Linked DNA regions of Mus musculus: region 1 is linked to region 2. A link is a contact called in public HiChIP or PLAC-seq data. All regions are on one chromosome and are shown on one strand. The core of a region is the stretch at or near the end of the contact, and the rest is flanking DNA. Distances in the headings are between cores, read along the strand shown.

The links. HiChIP or PLAC-seq counts read pairs in DNA pulled down with a chosen protein or histone mark.
Region 1: an H3K27ac HiChIP or PLAC-seq map of heart atrium shows a contact between it and region 2, with 7 times the contacts expected there. The contact joins two enhancer-like sites. A contact is called at or near these places in 1 of 484 Hi-C or Micro-C datasets (uterus) and 3 of 115 datasets of contacts at active chromatin or transcription factors (bone marrow-derived macrophages, craniofacial prominence and heart atrium).

The regions. Positions count from the first base shown.
Region 1 is chr9:32,970,680-32,973,379 of GRCm38.p6, reverse strand. No RefSeq gene overlaps it. Among named protein-coding and RNA genes, the nearest start is that of Gm27162, 43 kb to the right of the region's middle. Within about 2 kb of position 1,314, at least 26 of the 459 cell types and tissues checked have an H3K27ac peak or open chromatin away from gene starts, as enhancers often do. A contact at or near this core is called in heart atrium, where this site is marked.
Region 2 is chr9:32,671,356-32,674,055 of GRCm38.p6, reverse strand. All of the region lies in intron 3 of Ets1 (E26 avian leukemia oncogene 1, 5' domain), which reads right to left. Among named protein-coding and RNA genes, the nearest start is that of Ets1, 36 kb to the right of the region's middle. Within about 2 kb of position 1,340, at least 187 of the 459 cell types and tissues checked have an H3K27ac peak or open chromatin away from gene starts, as enhancers often do. A contact at or near this core is called in heart atrium, where this site is marked.

The DNA of each region.
Region 1 (2,700 bases), core at 65-2,564, 300 kb before region 2:
CTGTATGGAACTGTAGATACACGCAAAGAAATGAACATTGTTCAGCTGAGCTACTCAGGTAAACATTTTAGTTAGCTGCTGAAGAAGAGGAATGTAATGTGAAGCTTATAATAGATGTGTTAGTAAAACACGGGGTATGGGTGGGAAGTCAGATCAGTGGGTCTCTGGGACACAGGTTGTGGTGACTAGGAAAAGAAAATTTCTGGTATTACATGTTCTATCATTGTGATCATGCTCATTATTGAATGGATGTACAAAAATATTCCAAAATTATTAAATGTCACACTAAAAATAAAAACCAGCAGGTCATCTTAATTTTATAAGTGATTGTAATAAATTCAAAAGATGATAAACATCTCCAAAACCAGTTGACCAAAGCTAATTTTACCTTAAAAACCAAAATAGATTAGGATGGCTTGGGGGTGTCCTGGGCCATGACTAGAGTCCTTTGCTGGAGACAAACTTGCAGAAGAGTTGGCAGCACCTCCCTGCAAATGGATTTACAACCCACTGCTGGCTCCTGGAGCGGGAGAGACCCCAGGTCCCCCATCTATGTGTGCTCCAGCTGTTCTGCTCTTGAAGTTTACTGAATAAGCAACTGTTTGGAGACAATTTAATTGTAATGAGCCTTCATAGCTAAGTGGTCTTTTATTAGCTCGAATGCAGTTCGATAGTCAGAAGGGGCCACCTTCCCCCAGCTGTCTTCCAGTACTTCTCTGTTAGGGTGAAATATGACTTTAATAGCGTCACACCTGGAGAAATGCTCTCTAAGGCAGCAGCATGGATACCCACCCTCCCCCACTGAAAAATCGGCTTTTGTTTCTTTATTCCTCTGGGCTGGGCTTGGCAGCTCTTTGAATGATCAGATTGGTTTTAAAGTCAATAGAAACGTAGCGTATAAAAAGCAAAAAATCATGTTTTGGAGCTGACTTACATAATTTAAATAAAATACGGTGGTGGGTGTGGTAGGGGAATAGAACAAATAGACCATGAACACTCGTCTTAGAATTTCTTTATTCAGTATGTGTCCAGGGAAAAACGCAGGATAAACAACTCCATCAAGTGCAGGTTTAATGTCTCTTGGGCCCCGAAGCATGGGAAAAGTCACAATGGGCCAAAGCCTGCTGGTCTCGAATCTGTGGGAACTACTCTGCTAGAGAGTTACAAAGACAGCTAATAAAGCCAAAGGCCCAACTGGACTTTGATTCCTAATACAAAGTAACTTCCGGGAATGGAACACAAAACTCACTCAGTGCGCGTAGCGCAGATAAGTGTTTTATCATCCTCCAAATAAGTCCCAGACAGCTGCTTTGGACACTCTGAACTCTGTGGCCTTAGGCACCATCCACCCTAGTTTCAATCTCTAGTCTTTACCATGGTAACCACTGCTCAGGGCCATTCATAACTTTGAGAGTCACACGGGTCTTGTCTCTCTGGCTGCAAAGTCTGTGATCTTCGTGCTCACCCTACGGCAGCAACTGGGTGGAAACATGTTTTCGTCCTCTGTTCCTGCGCTACTGGAGGATCTTAACAAGAATTTATCCCTGATATCTCCGGCCTTCTCAGGATGAAAGAAGTTCACGGCTTATACTGACTGAACCATTTTGGTCTTCCTCCCTTCCTCTCAGCCACAGAGGATCAAATTTCCTTTCACACGCATGTACTTCCCCAGGATGCTGGGTCTGTGTTCTCAGTCACACATGACATACAGTGGCAAGATCTAAATCTCTCCACTCTCACATTAAAACATCCCAGATCTCCCTGGAGATCAATCCAAGGCCTGTGGAGAACTAGAAAGTAGCTTCAAGTTGTTCCTTGGGGAGTTGAGTCTCTTGGCTTCTCCTCTAAGCAGCTGGTGTTACAACAGCGGGGAAAGGCAGGCAGGAAGGAATGAGTAAGGACTCTTGAAATACAAATTTCTAATTGCGGAGGGGAAGAGAGCGGGAGTATTTGGGAGTCAAATATTTTTTAGTTACTAAGACTTTGGGTCAAACTCCACATTGCTGTTTTTCTCAAGCAAAGTCCTTCTCTCCCAGTTCCTCCCAGTATTCTCCTGCTTTTGACCACTGCTGTCATTGCGTACTGGAAGGCCTTTAGGAACTGTCATCTCCATTTCATTTGAATGGCATTTACTTGCTTTGCTCTCAGACAGAATTGCCAGTGCTTCATAATCAAGGCCTGGTCTTACTTAATAGTACGAGAGTGAAAGGGATGCAGGGAGGGTTTATTGTTTTTCTAATGATATTCACATGAGCTGCTGTGTTCCCATTAAAACGGGGCCGGGGTATGCTTAGATTTTATAAGGAAGCATAATGGCCAGGCACTATGGCTACGTTTGGGTTCCTCATATGGCTCTTTGGAAATGAGCCAGCATGGCAGGCAGAAAGAGGATGGTTTAGTTTTAACATGTAGACGTTCTCCAATATTTTTCTTCAATAAATGGGGAAAAGAGATTCTTCTAAACTAAAATCAAAACTGAGATGAGCCGAGCTTATCTCAAGCATAGAGAGTTTAGGGCGTGGCTGGAAGAACTTTATAGTGCAAATCCTTCTCACGTTATAAAACTGTCTTTGCCAAAGATGGGGGAAAATAAGTGGCGTCTATCAAGGCATGAGATTTCCGACAAAATCAACAGTTGGACCCGTTCCGGGTGCTCATGGACAACCAGTGTGCTTATAACCAGCCACACCCACACAGGCC
Region 2 (2,700 bases), core at 91-2,590:
TCCCTATCTGCTTCTGCGGGGCACAATGGAACCTTTCCCCTTACTGTAGGAGATCCTAACTTCTCTGGAGTCCCAGATCATGCTGAGAAGCAGGGGAAAGCAAAATTCTTGTATGTATTATTTTTGGCAAGATCATTTCTGACGAAGAAGAAGAAGAAGAAGAAGAAGAAGAAGAAGAAGAAGAAGAAGAAGAAGAAGAAGAAGAAGAAGAAGAAGAAGAAAAGAAGAAGAGGAGGAGGAGGAGGAGGAAGAAGAAGAAGAAGAAGAAGAAGAAGAAGAAGAAGAAGAAGAAGAAGAAGAAGAAGAAGAAGAAGAAGAAGAAGAAGAAGAAGAAGAAGAAAATCTGTGACAATTAGCAGATTTAAGACTTGGTAGAAGGTCTTCAGGGTTGGTGATGTACAAGCAGGAGACCCAATAAAAGACACAGGCAGTTAGGACCTGGTTCTATCGCTGTTTAAATCACTGGTGTTTCTGCTTTCCCACTACCTCTTGACAAGGTCTTCAAGAAAGGAATTCCAACTTGCAAAGCAGTTTGCTTGCTTTGGAGGCTGAGGTTTAAATGCCACCTGAAAGGGTGAATAGAGTTTGTGGAAATCTGTTTTATTAAGAAGCAAGAGTCTTCAAAGGCCATAGGTAAGGCTTAATAGGATGCTCAGGAATAGGAAGCCCATCCATATTAAAAAACAAAAAACAAACAAACAAAAAACCACAGTGATGCAGAGAAGAGAGAGCCAGCCCTCCAGACAGTGAGATAGGGCAGGGTCTGAACTGAAAGGCAGAGGCTATGCACAGGGGCGAGTTCTGAGGGCCAAAGGCTGCCCAGGGAGAGGTGATCTCTCCCATAGTGCAATTAGGCCTCCTGTTTGACCCCTGACTTTTGCCCCACAGGATATTTATGGTCTCTGGACAGGCAGCTAGGGGGCAAATGAAGGGATATAGACTCTGAAGGCCCTTAGTAGGGAAAGAACTAGAAGGAGAGAACTGAGGTGGAGGGGGGGGCAGGGATGGAGAGAAGGTAGGAGAAGGGAGACAAGGAGAGAGGGAGGGAGGGACAGCAGGCAAACAAGCTGGCTTTCCTAACAGCAAGGACTCTCCTGGCAGGGAGTGGTGCCCTTGCTTACACCCCACCTATCTAGAACTCCCATTAGCCTCTTGCAATCTAAATCTAAGTTCAGAATCTCATCTGTTTCTTAAGCAGATGTGCCACCACAAACCAAGGGGACAGCAGGCAGGTCAGGCAGGCCAGGCCTCTCCCCTCCCAGAGTCAGCAGTGGCAGCTGCCCAAGGTGGGGCCTGGATACCCCACTTCGGGGCGGGCCGCTGGGGCGCTGCTTGGCTGGCAGTGCCGGGGTTAACCCGGCAGCCCTGCGGAGCAAAGATTTCTGTTTTATTTCAGCGGGGGAAGTGTGTGCTGCCTGATTAGCTGGATGGTTTCCTCTTTTCCCATAACCTCCAGACCCCCACGGCCCAAGTGTTTACTCTCTGAAATAAAAAATCTGCTGGTGTTTTTCTTTTTGTGTGCTCGTGTATTTTGGGAGGATTGCAGAGGAGGAAGGCGGGGTCGGGGTGAGGGACCAGCCTGGGGGAAGGGAGGGCGCAGCCTCCAGCTGCAGAAGCTGCAGCTCAAGAAAGCAACTTCTTAACGAGGGAGCTGGTCTCTTGCTCTGGCAGCTATAAACACACTGAACATCTGGAGGCCAAGAGTCTCTCCCGGCCAGACGTGAGCACCACAGGCTGTCCCTGCCCGGCCGTCCCCACCCCCTCGGCTCTCACACCCCCTCTCAACTCAGATCAGCCCCAGCCCTCTCACATCATCCACCCACCCGACCATTTCCATTCACAGAGATCCGCAGCGCCCGCTAGCAGCCGGCCCGCGGGAGCTGAGAGGAGACGAGCAGGCGACGCCAGCCAGCAGTGGCCACCCCGCCCCCGCCCCTGTTCCAGAAGAGGGGTCAAACTGCTAGAATCCAATAAGAACTTGGTGCCCCGGGGACCTTTTCCCAACTCGGACTAAATATTTGCGGTTTGAAGAAGTTAAGAGAACTCCCCCGCCCCTCCAGAGCCCCCTGAGAGTTCCAGTGCAATGCTGTTACTTCCTTGGCTTTTTTGAGAAACAAGGAATTTATCTATCAGGTGGTCAGGCCAACAGAAGGCTTGCATGCTAATTGTCACTCTGCTCGCCCTGCTGAGATGAGACGCTCTTTCTGCACCTGGGTCTCCTTCCTTTCCCAGCACCGAGGAAAGGATTCATTCTCTCACACACAGCCAGCCAAAGTCCTGACTTTTCCTTAGCATAGCTCCAGTGAGCCCCAATCCCAGAATGCCCTGGGTACTTCTTCTCAGGTACCCCTCTCTTTTTACTGGTGAAACGAGTTATAGTGGGGACAATGTTGGCAGATGTAATATATGTGTTATATATGATAGAAAAAGAGGAGAAGGAGAGGGCACGGGGGGGGGGGCGGGGGTGGAAAAAAAGGAGGAAAGAGAGAGCCTGAGGGTAGGATGTGCCTTGGGCAATGAGAAAGTAGTCAAAGCTTTTTAGGTCAGAGTCAGACACCTTCTTTCTCTGGCTCCTTTAACTTCATCGTTGAACTATGGTTCATAGGAAGGGTGGCATTTATTGTCCATTGACCAAGGCCTTTCATGTCTTAAATTATGAAACCAGCATAAGAACTCAAAAATAAGGTTAAGGACCTGTCT